3 separate regions of the Mus musculus genome follow, and all the other regions are linked to region 3. A link is a contact called in public ChIA-PET and Micro-C data. All regions are on one chromosome and are shown on one strand. The core of a region is the stretch at or near the end of the contact, and the rest is flanking DNA. Distances in the headings are between cores, read along the strand shown.

Evidence for each region. Hi-C and Micro-C count contacts between places; a contact is called where the count stands out from the background. ChIA-PET counts read pairs in DNA pulled down with a chosen protein or histone mark.
Region 1: an RNA polymerase II ChIA-PET map of memory CD8 T cells shows a contact between it and region 3, with 21 read pairs. The contact joins the promoter of Ece1 here to the promoter of Usp48 in region 3. A contact is called at or near these places in 4 of 484 Hi-C or Micro-C datasets (B cells, CD4 T cells, CD8 T cells and 1 more) and 1 of 115 datasets of contacts at active chromatin or transcription factors (memory CD8 T cells).
Region 2: a contact with region 3 is called in a Micro-C map of embryonic stem cells, with 6 times the contacts expected there. The contact joins the promoter of Wnt4 here to the promoter of Usp48 in region 3. A contact is called at or near these places in 2 of 39 promoter capture datasets (hematopoietic stem and progenitor cells and hippocampal neurons), 1 of 484 Hi-C or Micro-C datasets (embryonic stem cells) and 1 of 115 datasets of contacts at active chromatin or transcription factors (pancreatic cancer cells).

The regions. Positions count from the first base shown.
Region 1 is chr4:137,860,164-137,865,045 of GRCm38.p6, forward strand. Ece1 (endothelin converting enzyme 1) reads left to right here and starts at 2,117. Exons shown (of 19, transcript NM_001369179.1): 1 at 2,117-2,218.
Region 2 is chr4:137,276,208-137,280,652 of GRCm38.p6, forward strand. It overlaps Wnt4 (wingless-type MMTV integration site family, member 4), which reads left to right and starts at 1,428. Exons shown (of 5, transcript NM_009523.2): 1 at 1,428-1,549. The coding sequence starts at 1,473.
Region 3 is chr4:137,592,461-137,597,315 of GRCm38.p6, forward strand. It overlaps Usp48 (ubiquitin specific peptidase 48), which reads left to right and starts at 1,712. Exons shown (of 27, transcript NM_001355588.1): 1 at 1,712-2,056. The coding sequence starts at 1,923.

The DNA of each region.
Region 1 (4,882 bases), core at 867-3,366, 270 kb after region 3:
CCTGCCCTCTTGCTCATGAATCCCATGGCCGCCGCCAATGTACAAGCTCTGGGATACACCCCACCCACGAACCTGCACCTCCACAGTGGAAAACTTGATGCTGCCAAGTTTCAGGGGCTATAGAGCACTGTGCCCACTCCATGGGTCCCCTCCCCCACCCCACCAAGCTTCCACAGACACACATTGGAAGAGCAGACAGTCCCCCTGGCATCTAAATCCTCAGTCTGGTCTTTCTTTCCCTGGTGTAACAAGGGACACTCAGGGACAGGTCCTGGGAAAGGGTTCCTGCTTCCCTACTCTTCCCAAGCCTGCCACCATCTTCAGCCACTCTGCCCTCTCCTCCTCCTTCCCTCTTGATGGATGGTAGGCAAGACTACCCAGGCCTTCCCTCCCCTCCTTCCCCTCTCCCTCCCTCCTTTTTTTCTTCCTTCCATTCTCCTGAACCCCCATCTCACATCTTCTAGGATGTCTTTGCCCCTGAACATATATCTCACATCCCTTATACGTTAGTTTCTTTTCTTGGCATCATATAAATATAGGGAATGACCAAAGTCAAATAGGTGGGGCTTGGTGGGCACACCTGTAACCTCAAGCACTCCAGAGGCAGAGGTAGGATTGGGGTAGTGTGGGCTAGGTTATTGAGACCCATCTCTGTTTGGGTAGTGTGGGCCAGGTTATTGAGACCCATCTCTGTTTGTTTTTTGTGTTGGTTGGTTGGTTTGTCGAGACAGGGTTTCTCTGTGTAGCCCTGGCTGTCCTAGAACTTGCTCTGTACGCCAGGCTGTCCTCGAACTCAAGAGATCCTCCTGCTTCTGCTGCCTGATTAAAGGCGTGCGCCACCACCACTGTCTGGCAGTTTGTTTGTTTGTTTGTTTACCTACATGTATGTGTTTGTCTGGGGTGCAGTATGTGCACATGTGAATGCAGATGTTTGTAGACGCCAGCATAGGGCATTGGGTCCCTTGCAGCTGGAGTTACAGGTAGTTGTGAGCCAAATGATACCGGTGCTGGGATCCCCCCCCCGATTCCCCCCCCCATCACACCTGTGCAAAAGCAATACATGTTCTTAACCATTTGGCCATCTCTCCAGCCCCAAGACCTATCTTAAAAAACAAAAAACAAACCAGCCACACATTTACCACACAGGACACACTGACCTCTCTACTCACAAACTGAGCCACCTACAACGCTGTGGTAAATCTCTGCCGTGTGTGTGTGTGTGTGTGTGTGTGTGTGTGTGTGTGTGTGTGTGTGTGTCTCAAGCTGCATGCTCGAACACACATGTACACCAAACGGGATTCACTCACCGGCTACTCTTTCACAACAGGGGCACAAAGCCTCTTTCTACTACACCCACATGCGTGCCCAACAGGTCACAAATGCACGGCTCACCCAGTACGTACAGTTTCCTGGTCTTTCTTCCTCTGCACCTGCGCAGCGGGCATAAAGAGAAAGTTTCTCTACTGGAGGTCTAAGTGCCCCCGCCTACTGGGCCTTCATTCCATTCCATTTCTCTTTCCTTCTCCCCTCTCTGAATCGCGCGCCTGCGCTGGTGTACACACACACACACACACACACACACACACACACACACACACTAACAATCCCCAAATATAGTCTTCTATCTTTCCACATAAACACACAGGCATTCGAAACTCATCCCTTCCCCCCCTTTCTGTCTTCTCCTCTCTGCCCTTCTTCCTTCTTGCACACAAACACACCCCACAGCTGCAGTGCCCAGGGTCATACTACAGTGCAGGCACCAGGCAGGAGACAAAGGTCGCCTAGGCTCCCAGAACCCCAACTGGGCGCAGGTGGACCTGACACCGGCTCCGTCTGTCCCTCGAGAGGGTCCCGGCGAGGTGTAGATTAGGCACGCCAAGCTGGAGGTTCGGGCCCGCACCCCTGGACCCACCGGTATCCGGGGCAGCTAGAGTATCCAGCGCTCCAGCATGCCAAGGGTTAAGGAGCCCGCGGAGGTGTGGGGGGGAGTCTAACCGACGCTTCTGATTGGCTGTTTCTTCGGGGCCCGCAGCCCCCGCACTTCTGTATTGGTTCGCGGCGGGCCCCGCCCTCTGGCCTGGGCGCCCCAGCCTCGCGCGCCGCCCCGGCAGCTAGCCCTGAGGTTCGAGCGTAGAGCTCAGCCCAGCGCACTTGGAGCTGGAGCCTTAGCGGGAGGTGCATCCTAAGCCCGGCCGTTCGGAGCCCGGGAGCGACGGTGAGTACTCCCGCAGCCCGCTGTGGCTCCATGCAACCCCGACGGTCCCGACAGCGGGGCGGCGATGGCATCCTGGCTGGTTCCTGGCGAGCTGGGCGTCCCCTTTAGCTGAGGCCCGCGTCCCGCTGTTCACTGGCTTGGACCCGGACAGGAGTTGTGGGGGGTGTCCGGTTCGCGTGGACCTTGGTTCTGGGCTGCTGGGCTGCTCCTGGCGTGGAAGACTCGGGGTCGCGTGCTGGATTTTGGGGAAGAGTTGGTGAGATAGGTTTGGGGTGTGCAAGTCCCTGAGCTGAGCTTGGCTTGGCTTGACTTGGAGACCGTGGGCAGCTAGGCCAGGTCGATTCAGAGACGTCAAGGTTCAGCTGGACTTGAGCTCACACCCCGCATAGTCCGAGTGGCTTTGGGATTCGAGAACATCGTGGGAGACTAGGGCACTTTTCTCCTACACTGATCCTGCAGTGGCTGCCTGGCTCATGGGAAGGGGAGAGATAGCTCAGAGAGGAGGGGATAGTCTGAGGTTCTGAGGGTTATCTGGTGTTCCCAGCATCTCCCAGTAATGAATCCTCAGAGGAGGGCCCAAGTGCTGACTCCCGTGGTCCAAAGCACCACGGTAAAGGGGTCCTTGAGGAAGAGGGCTTCTTTGGGGGCTCAAGCCTCAAGCCTGATATCCATCTAATCCAGATCTGGCTGCTTTTGAGAGCTTCGGAGTGATGAGTTGACTCTCTGGCCTAGAGCCAAGGCCTCCGGTTACCTCTCCATCTCACCCAGGGCCATTTGCTTCTTCTCTCCCTGTGGACCTCTGATTGCCTCTCCTAGAGCCGAGCTCTTGGCGTGTGTACTGGACCCAGGACACCCTGTGTGGCCTGAGGAGATCTGCCTGGGTTCTCTGCCTTTTGGTCCTAGAGACTTGCCTACATCTGTGATGTCCCTTCCATGCCTGAGGGGTTCGCTGAGAAACAGAGGGGCATCATGGAGAGAGCTGAAGATGCTCCAGAGACAGCCTCAGGACCAACCCGTGCCTGGTCAGAAATTAAGTCTCCCTTAGACAGCCCTTTTCTCTCTTACCCACTGGCGTCTTTCCCCTGAGACATCATTGGTCTCTCTGGAGACCGATGACTTAATTCTCCCGCCCCCCCAAGGTGCCCAGAGATCATCTTGGACCCGACTTACCTCCCCCATTAAGAATCTCCCAAGAGCTGGACAGTGGTGGCGCTCACCTTTAATCCCAGCACTTATGAGGCAGAGGCAGGAGGATTTCTGAGTTCGAGGCCAGCCTGGTCTGCAGAGTGAGTTCCAAGACAGCCAGGCCTATACAGAGAAACCCTGTCGCGAACTCATGTCTAGTTTCATGGCCGGGGAATGTGTCACCTGTGGGCCAGCTGTTGCTTTAAAGCTTGAGGATGTGGGAGAGCTATAAAAGAGGGAGAGACTTTGAGGTCATACGTCCTCTCTTTAGACCCACCCTGGCCTGAGCCACTCGCAAAGAGGACCGTTTCCTCCTTACAAAGCACCAGAAAGTCTGGTGTGGTCCTGCATGTTCTGATTGCAGGGTTTTGGGGGGCTGAGGCAGGCAGATCTTGGTTCAAGGGCAGCCTGAGCTGGAATAAACCAACTAATTAACAACCCACCCTGCCCTGGGAACATTTAAAAAATTATCTTTTTAATTTGTGTGAGTGTTTGGCTTGCATGTGTGCCTGGTACCTGTGGAGGGCAGATGAGAGTGTTGGATCTCCTGTAGCTCGAATACTAGATCGTTGGTGCTTAGGACTGGTTCCAGGGCTCCTCTGTAAGAGCAACAACTGCTCTTAACTGGCTGAGCTATCTCTGACCTGAAAAGCTTCCTAGCCCATCAGAAAGACTTTAGACTTTGGTCCCAAATAGATTTGGGTTCTAATTCTAGCTCCTCCTGTTCCCCACAGGGACTTTGGTAAAGTTGTGTTATAACCCCGCTGTGCGCTGTCTCCATCAAGAGATGATAATGGTTCCTATCTTTCAGGATGGTGGGGGGGGGATCAGGTTGAGATAAATCCAAGTGAGAGTGTTTGGCTCGAATACCATTTACTTTCGTTTACAACCTTGGGAAGTTCTGCTAAGCATCCAACCTATTTGCTGGTCTGAAAGAACCGTTCATATTTATCACATTTGGGAGACAGTGATCTAAATAGAGTGTTTTATTTCTTGTGTATCGGAGACTTACAGGATACTTGTTCTGTGCCAGACCTTGTACAAGGCAAGAAGTGACCCAAACTGTATGGATGGGCCTTCTACCTGTCCCTAACCGTCCTCAGGCCAGGGGCCGTGTCCTTCAGGGAGGTGGCTATGTCATGCCCAGCAAGTGTTCCATTCTGGCTGGAGAGGTGGGAGAGTCATTAAGCCGATGTGATCTGAATAAGAAAACGTGTTCTAGTCAGGGGGAACCTGGGTGATATCAGACCAGAGGTCTGAGGACATAGACGACTCAGTGCAGGACCAGAATAGGGCTGGTTTACCACAAGTATGTGGGACAGGCAAGAGGAGACAAGGCAGGCATGGGAAACAGCGGGACCTAGAGCAGAGACCTCTACTGCCCTGCCCGGGGAGGGAAGTGGGAGCCCAATGTAGTCTGCTGACGCACAGTGTTGATGCGCCGTGAGTGGGTGAGGTGAAGGCTGACGTCAGGCCTCC
Region 2 (4,445 bases), core at 178-2,677, 320 kb before region 3:
CTGCTCAGCCTCCATGCCAAACGCTTATCAAGTCTCTCCTGGGTTAACCCAGACAACTGGAGTCAAACGTGGCCATGGTGGGGGTGGGCAGCCAAACTCACATAGAGAAAACAGTTGGTTCTGGAAGGGCAGAGGCCAGGTCATTTTCTCTCCCCCTTGCTTTTAGTGAGATTGAGTAGGGTCTCTGGGCTTTCGTGTCCTGTTTAGACAGAGTTCCTCTAGCTCAGTGGGATGTAGCCTCAGGCAGGGCCAGAGTCTGGGCTCTATCAGTGACCTGGAGAGGGTGTGGCCCAGCCATGGCAAGTAACTATTAACACGGAATTGAGCTTCAGCACCAGCCAGGCATGGGTTTTTAAGCAATATCTCCACTCCATTCATTCACTCCACAAACGTGTCACCCACCCACTCTGTGCCAGACACCAAGCTAAGGGTTGAATCTGCCTGACGTGGGAGAAGTAATAAAAGAATCGAACAGAAACCCAAGCAGACAGCAAAGATTGGTTCCTGTGCTAAAAGGAAGCCTCCACAGCCTTCCAGTTCCTAAGCAGAAGGTCTACACAGAAAGGCAAGGGGTTCGCTCAAAACCTCGCTGCCTGGAGCGCGCCAGAACTCAGGGCGATCCAGAAGCGAGGTTTCGGATTCCCGGAGTCTCAGGCCACTGTCCCAAGCTGCCCGAAGTAGAGAGGCCCCTGTCCAGCTCCGGGAAGGCTGGAGGGAGGTGAGTGCTAGGGAGGGGCCGGACCACAGAACGCGGGGGCCTGAGGGCGGGGAGGGGTCCGGTGGGGACAGCCGGGCGGCACCCCAGCCTGGTGCGCCCTGAGCGCGAGCGACTGGGTGCGCGCGAGTAGCAGCCGCTCTCGCTCCGGTGGCTCCGCCGGGGTCGGCCGGGGATCCCGGCTCCCAGGCGCCGGCGGGGGGCCGCGGGGCGCGGCCAGGGCGGCGCTGCAGTGCCCGCAGCGGCGGGCTGGGGGAGCTGTGCCCGCTCGTCCCTAAGGCCCCGGGCGGGGACCCAGCAGCTGGGTCGCCGCGCCTCTAGCTCGGCCCAACTGGGCGGCGTGCGGCCAAGCGTGCCTGCAGCAGCGGGGCTGAGGCTCCGAGCGCGTCCGGGCGCCGGGCCGGGGAGGCCCCCCAGGAGAAGCCCAGTCCCGCGGGCTCAGGACCGCCCCCGTGGGGGGGGGGTTGTCCCACGCCGCTGGACCCGCCCAGGTAACCCCATCCTCGGCCCGCCCCCGGCCCGCCCCGCCGGCCGCCCGCCCGCCTCCGCCGCCACCGCCGCATCCCGGCTCTGGGGCGGCGCTGACAGTCGGGTCCGCCGGGCAGCGGGCGCAGCAGCGGGCGGCGCGGCCGGCTGCTCGGAGGCTGAGCCCCGCCGCGCGCCCCGGCCCGGCGCCCCAGCCCGTCCGCGCGGCGCCCACCTGCCGCCCCGACGGGAGCCTTGCGGCCGCTGCCCCGGGCTGGGCGCGCACGGCACCATGAGCCCCCGTTCGTGCCTGCGGTCCCTGCGACTCCTCGTCTTCGCCGTGTTCTCGGCCGCCGCGAGCAATTGGCTGTAAGTCGGGCCGGGGACCGGGCGGGCGGGGCGGGTCCCGGGGCCACAGGCGCAGGGGGCTCCCGGCAGGTGTCTCAGCCGTGGGACCCGAGGATCGCGCTCCCGCCGGTTCCTCCTGCCGGCCACCACCACTGTCCGGTCTTCCCTCTGGAGGTCCCGGGACCCCTGCTGCCCCAGTCCGGCTCGGGGTAGCAGGGCTGGCAGTGCGTCTGCACCGGGAGGCTCCTTTGGGTGCTCGAGGGCGCGCGGGGGTGCGAGCGCGGGGCGGTGGCCCGGGAACGGAGCGAGGCGCAAACCGGCGGGCTGACAGGTCTCCGAGGGAAAGCGTCCCGAGCATAATAGCAGGTTAACCGCGAGGAGTCTGGGCGCGAGCTCCTCGCGCTGCGCTGCGCCGCGCCGCGCTGCGGGCTGAGCTGGAGGCGTGCAGAGACCTGTTTCTGCTTGGGGGGCGGGAGCCAAACATAGAAGTCCAGGACCGGGGCGCCGAGCCTCTGAGAGCCCGCAGGCTGGCTCTGGCTGCTCCTCGCTGTTCCCTGAGGCAGGAAGAAACTTCTCCCAACCTTTAATAAAGAAGGCGACAACCCCCATCCACCTCTAAGGGTCTTGCCTAAGAAGGAAGGGGGTGGTAACCACTGGTGACCTGTGTGTCTCTCCCTGACTGGGTCTGCGCTCGGGAGGATCCCTGGGAAGGCGAGCTAAAGAGCTAGTGACTAAGAGAACAAGGAACCAGCTTTTAGACTCCTTCATCCCTCCTCAGTGGCACTTCCTATGGCCCAGGCTTAACCCTGGCCCCAACTTCTCCTGCCCAGAGCTCTGCAGCCTTCCACTGTGGGCAGCCAGTGGGGAGCCAAGCTCCTGTATTGATCTGAAAAGCATGAGGTGGGAAGGGGGGATAGCCAACAGTGTAGCTGGGGTTTCCATGGAGACAGTGGGAAAGGAAAAATTCTCTCTGCATCAAGACCAAAGAACAAATATCTCCCATGAAATTGCCCTGAGTGTCCAATGGCTGTTGCTATGAGGTCATTGTGGCCAGCCAGGGCCCTGGAGACTGGAAAGGAGTGTGTTCGTTGGGGTCAGAGCCACCCAGAGCTTGGGAGACTGAGGTGATGTGGAATTCTCCCAGCTGTTCCGAGAGCTCGCAATTCCTCTGAGGCCCAAAGTGGCTGCATTGTTTTTCCTGGATTCTTAATTTGATTAACACTTCAGGGGCAGTGGCAGAGTGGACAGAAACCAGGGCACAGCCACCGTCCCCTCCCCTCCCGCCCCCCACTTCTTGCAGAATGCTCCCTCCCCCAGTGAGACCTGGGTTGCAGACCTGAGAAAGCACTTTGCACTTGAAGGAGTCTGGGGTCTCTGGAGTTGCCTCTTAAATAGATAGGTTTAGAGGTCTGAGCATCAGGGGAAACTAGAAGTTCAGCTGACCTGCCCAGCACCAAGCAGTACAAAAAAAAAAAAAAAAAAAAAAAAGCCAAGGAAACAGTGAGAAGTGTGTGAGCCAGGCCTGCAGCAAACACGGAGACAGCTGCCACAGAAAGGCCCTCCGACGCTCCTGGCTCTTTAGCTCCCTTTATAGATGAGGAAAACTAAGGCCCAGGGAAGGGAGCTACTTACCAAACTGAAGACGGAACTCAGATGCTTCTGTTTCCAGACAAGGATAATCTACTTCATGCCTGAGGCTGTCCTGAAGTTGACCCAGTACACCCAGGTAGAATTGCCACCCGCCTCCAGCCATGTCCACCACGCCCCAGTCCCAGCTAGGGAGGCAGCCCCAGCTTCAGGTCTTGCAAAGCAAGGGGAATTCCAGAGCTCGGTTCTTGAGCCTTGTGCCTGCACCGTGGGGGGTGGGTAAGGGGGGGGGGCCTGGGCTTGGGGAGGTTGGCAAACCTGTTCTCTGCAACTGGGATGGTTCCTGTTGCCATGCAACCTGCCTCTAGACAACTCAGTTCACTCCTGTTCCACCAGGGCTCTAAGCCAGCTCACAGAGACAGGAGGAAGGGGCTTCCCAGGACCCTATGGAACTAGAGAGGCTCCAAACGGGAAGAGACCCCAGGCACGCGCACACACACAAACCTTGTACTTCTAAACATGTCCATCTGTAGCCTGAAACTGGACCAGCCCCTAGGGAAACAGGTGCCACAGCCTAGGCTCCCAGCAGCTTGGGTCTGAGAAGCCACAGCTGGAATGGATAAGGCCGTGTGCCTGCTCCTCGGCCGAGTGGAACTCCTCAACCTGGAGGTTAGAGAATGATAACTTAATGTTCATCACCCACTGCACTATCTGAGCTCTCACTGCATTGGAACCCATTTTATAGATGGGAAGACTGAGGGCCACAGAGGTAACCCAGAGCTACTTAGCCAGTAAATGGCAGGGCTATCTGACCCAAGTCAGCCTCCCGGAGCAACAGCTTTGGGTCGGCAGCTGTTTGTTCAGGCATGCTGGTGGCACCGTGTCTTTTCAAGGGTGAGCCAAGGGCCATTTGAGATGGCTTGCTGCCAAGCCTGACAACCTGAGTTCCATCCCTGGGACCCACATGGTAGAAGGAAAGAACCAACTCCTGAAAGTTGTCCTCTGACCCCCACACACGTGCACGCTCACACACACCCAAATAAATAAATAAATAATATAAAAAGGCCGGGCAGTGGTGGCACATATCTTTAATCCCAGCACTCTGAAGGTAGAGGCAGGCAGATCTCTGTGAGTTCAAGAACAGCCTGGTCTATAGAGCAAGTCCCAGAACAGAGATGGCTGCACAGAGAAACATAAATAAACAAACAGAGATAGATACATAGATAGATAGATAGATAGATAGATAGATAGATAGATAGATAGATAGATAGATAGATAGATAGATAGATGTACAAAAGGGATAAGCCAAGCCTCAGGCCTGGCTCCAAGA
Region 3 (4,855 bases), core at 462-2,961:
AACCATCTATACAACTACAAGTATACTTGCATACATAAAAAAATGAATAAATAAATCTTAAAAACAAAAAGAAAGTAGTTCAACTTATTATGTGTGTTTTTGCAACAGGGTCTCACCATGTATGTAGCTCTGGCTGTCATGAAACTCACTAAACTCGCTGGGCGTGGTGGCGCACGCCTTTAATCCCATCACTGGGGAGGCAGAGGCAGGTGGATTTCTGAGATCAAGGCCGGCCTGGTCAACAAAGTGAGTTCCAGGACAGCTAGGGCTATACAGAGAAACCCTGTCTCCAAAAAACAAACAAACAAACAAACAAACAAACAACAAAAAAAGAAACTCACTAAATTAGCAAGGCTCTACCCTTCACCACCAGAGTACTGGGATTAAAGGTGGGCCCCACAAAACAAACAAACAACAAAAAAAGAAACTCACTAAATTTGCAAGGCTCTACCCTTCACCACCAGAGTACTGGGATTAAAGGTGGGCCCCACAACAGTGTTCAACTGTTAACCAGTGGTATAGGAATTCAGTGTTTATTTGTTTGACTTTTTTTTTTTTTCCTTCCAGGAGACGAGGTTTCTCTGTGTGGCCCTGGCTGTCCTGGAACTCACTCTGTAGACAAGGTTGGCCCACTAACTCAGAGATCTACCTGTCTCTGCCTCCTGAGATTAAAAGTGTGTGCCACCACCAACCAACTGGTGTAGGAATTCTTTAAGAAAGGAGGTGTATGTGTGTGTGTCCTGACTTAGAAGATTTTTGTGTTTTTTATTTTCAGCCTAAATTCAACCAAAGGACCAAATCTTGCTTCAGTAAATCTTGACTTCAGTTCAAGGTTACTTGGGGGCTGGTGGGGTGGGTTGAGGAGTAGATAAGGGAGGAATTAGTCCTTGAATTCCCACAGGGCTTTTACATATTTAAAGTCCTGGAATTTTCTCTCTTTAGCTGTAATAGCTCTTTTCTGTTACAAAACGCTGTGATTCAGTTTAGCCTTTTTTAGGTCTAAGGGGAAGTAGTTGCAAAAAGGAAATAATATCACAGCAGGGAGCTAGGGTGTACACTCCATAACGAATTAAGACGTCAAAGTGTTGACCCTCTGGTCAACAGCCTACAGCAAAGAACACGTCCCAGACCTGTGTATGCTTCTAAACAACCTGCAACTCAAAGACTGAGCCTATCACTTCGAAGACTACAAACCCCAGGATGCCTCGCGCTCCGCGAGTGGCAGAGCGCATTGCACGCTGGGATATGTAGTCCCGTTGTAGCATCCGCAAACCACATAACGCCTCGTGACGTCAGAAAGCACGGGCAAGGAGCCGGAACTCGCCCAGGCTCAAGTGAAATCCTCGATCCGACTGTGGCGTTCCGGCTGCCTCGGTTTCTGCTATTATCAGGTCCCACTCACAGTCCCGGTGGCCCTATGGTGTGCGTTGAGTACTCTATGGTGTAACTTTGTCACAGTAACAGGGGAAGTGTGGAAAGCAAGGGCAAGCTCTCGCTCGTCGGAGTAGACGACGGAGGCTGAAGCGTAGCTAGCTGCCTTCACCATGGCGGAAAAAAGACGTGGCGAGTCGCCTTTGGGCAGACGCTTGGCTTTCTTCCGCCAGTCGGATTACATGGGCTTTCGGCGCAGGGACTCCTGGGAGCACGCATGCGCAGACTGCGGCAGGGCGTACGCCTCCAACGTCCGCAGGCGCGGGGTCTGTCGGGTATCGGCGGCGGCGGCGGCGCTTTGCGGCTGGTCGTGCGAGCTGGGCGCGGGCGGGCGGGCGCGGCGGCCGTGGCGCGCGCAGGTGATTGACTGCTCTCCTGTCTGAGGGCAGCGCTGGGTTCTTTCGGCTGGCAGGGGCCCGTGCCCATTCGGGCGGAGACGGAGGCGGCGCCGGAGGCCACCGGGCTCGGCGAGTGCTACCTCGGTCAAGGCTATGGCTCCGCGGCTGCAGCTGGAGAAGGCGGCCTGGCGCTGGGCGGAGACGGTGCGGCCCGAGGAGGTGTCGCAGGAGCACATCGAGACCGCCTACCGCATCTGGCTGGAGCCTTGTATCCGAGGCGTGTGCAGGTGAGGTCCTCGCGTGGCCGAGGCGGGATCGGGGGACGGGGGACCGGGAACCAGGGCGATGCACGGTGTTACTGCATCTCCTTTCAGTTTGCACGACCCGGGAGCTACGCAGCCCCCGAAGTGATGCGGCTGCTGGGCTCGCATCCTGAAGATGGCGGTGGAGATAGTTGGAGATAGGGCTTAGTAAGTAACGCTGGAGTGTTGTTTGATCTTGGGCATAGCTGTGCGCTTTTCGCTTGTAAAAGGGGAACTTGCCGACAGCGAACTTCGTCGACATTGTATCTCCTGTCATTGCACGCTGAGAAGGCCTGATCACCTAAGTATCACTTGCAGAGAGCAGGTTTAGAAAACCCTTTGGTTAACCTACGTCATCGGTCCCCCGCTCTCATTGGCTGGCTCTCTTTGACCTATAGGTGTTTTCTTTTGGTCACCCTAACTCCACACCACTTTGCAGAGTAAAGTGTTTTTAGCTGTTTAAATTCTGCTCCCCCTTCGTGGCCCTTGGTTCTGATCTTTTTTTGCGTAGAGTGGTTTTCTTATCCCCACCTCGTAGCCTGCACCGGCCTGTGTTCAATCGAATTGATAAACCGAGGCATGCTCCATAGCTCCGTGTCATCGGGCGTGTAGGGAAAAGTGGAAGACGTGGAAGCCTTGGTTCCTGGCTTCAGAGCTGTGCCTCATTTGAGATATAATGTAAGTTAGGAAGTTTTCAAAAGTAAAGCGGGTGCATCTTTCTAAACTCTAGGTGTCTGCTCACAAGGACATTAAGACTCCTCGAAGTTCTGGAACGGCATCAATTTGTATAGTGTGGAATTGAAACAGCTTTACCGAGGCACTCATTTGAAGTGTATAGTTACAGTGCTGGTGGTTTAGCTTGAGAGTAGAGTGGTGGTTTTATGCTTGAGTCCCTTGGTTCAATTACCCGCACAGGGGATATAAAAGACAGAGTTAAGTCTGGGGCTGGAAAGATGGCTAATTAGTAAAGAGGGCTCAGGCTTCTCTTCAAAGGATCACAGTACCATTTGTTCTGAGAACCCACACCAGGTGCTTGATAACCACCTGTAACTCCAGCTCCAGAGCATGTGCAAAGCCTTCTTCCAGACACAGTGGGCACCTGAGCATTAGTGCACACACACACACACACACACACACACACACACACAAATGATCTGTTTTGATACTGTACAATTGCCAATATCCTTTTTTCTTTCTTTCTTTTTCAATTTTTTTCAATTTGTTTTTGTAGAGCTGGGGACTCTGGTGTTTTGTATGTTTGAGGATTTAGCCCGTGTTTACCTGGGACTTACAGTCCTTCGAGCTAGTAGGTGCTCAAACATGAGAGTCATGGGACCATAGACATGTGCCATTCATTGTTCTGTTGGTGCTGCAGCTCTAACCCAGAGCCCTGTGCAAACCCTACGGGTGTTGTATGAGCTACACTCCCAGCCTGTTCTAGTGGGTATGAAGTAGTATTTGGCGTCTGTGTGTTTATTGCCTCCTACTCTGAATAGATCCAGAATCCTGTAGATGATAGAGGCCAGTATTCTAGTACACAGATACCCTCTCAGTCCCCTTTTCTTGTTGGTTTGCATTTATCTAGTAACTGAGTTGAGAATCTTTTCGGGTTCACATTAGCCATTGTTTTTTCTTTTCTCTCTTTCTATTTTCTTTGTTGGAGACAGGGTTTCTCTGTATAACAGTTCTGGAACCTACTCTGTAGACTAGGTTGACCTCAAACTCATAGAGAAATGCCTGCCTCTGTCTCTTAAGCTGTGGGATGAATTGCATGCATATATCTGTCATAGTTCATGTAACTTTATCCATCTATCCACCCATCCATTTTGTTTTTTGAGACAGGGTTTCTCTCTGTAGCCCTGGCTGACTCTGTAGACCAGGCTAGCTTTAACTCACCTGCCTTTGGCTCCCAAGTGCTGTGATTAAAAACTTCAGCCCCCCCCCCCCCCACTGTAGTCTCTCTGTCTTTTGAATGCTTGGATTAAAGGCAGTTGCCGCCGCCACGCACAGCACCATCTTTCAGTTGATGGACTGTAGATTGTAGATTGTTTCTTTTTGCTTCTTATAAATTGCTCTCATGAACACATGTGTGTTGGGAAGGGAATTGTTGGGTCATGTGGCAATTGTCTTTAACAGTTTGAGCAGTATTTTTTTCCCTTAACATGTTTCACAGGCAGTATAGGAAGATTGTAATTTTAATTTATTACATTTTTAAATTTGTCTGTTTTATTGTGGTTTTGATTACATTTCCCTTTCCCTGATGTTAACTGTGGAATATCCTCCTCTTCCTTTTTTTTTTTTTTGTTTTTTGTTTTTTTTTTTGGTTTGGTTTGAGACAGGATTTCTCCGTATAACAAACCCTGGTAGTCTTGGACTCTAGATAGGCTGTCTTCAAACTCAGAGATCTGCTTGCCTCTGCCTCCTGAGTGCTGACAGTAAAGGTGTGCGCCACAATGCCTGGCTTGTTCATATATTTTCCTTAGAGAAATTATTTTTAGGGTTTTGTTTTGGAGACAGGGCTTCATAGAGCTAATGTTAGTCTCTGTGGCCAACAATGACCCTGAGTGTCTGTTCCTCCTGCCTCCTTCCTGAGTCTATATTGTGTCTGCTAAGTGCTGGGGTTAGTACCCAGGGGCTGCTGTATACTAGACACCCTCAAACCCACCCCACTCTCTCCCTCTTTTGGGGGGGGTATGGTGGAGGAGGGAAGAGAGGGCCTCATTACCTAGACCAGGTGGATCTGCCTGCCTCTGCCTCCCTTGGGAGCATGCCACCACACCCTGC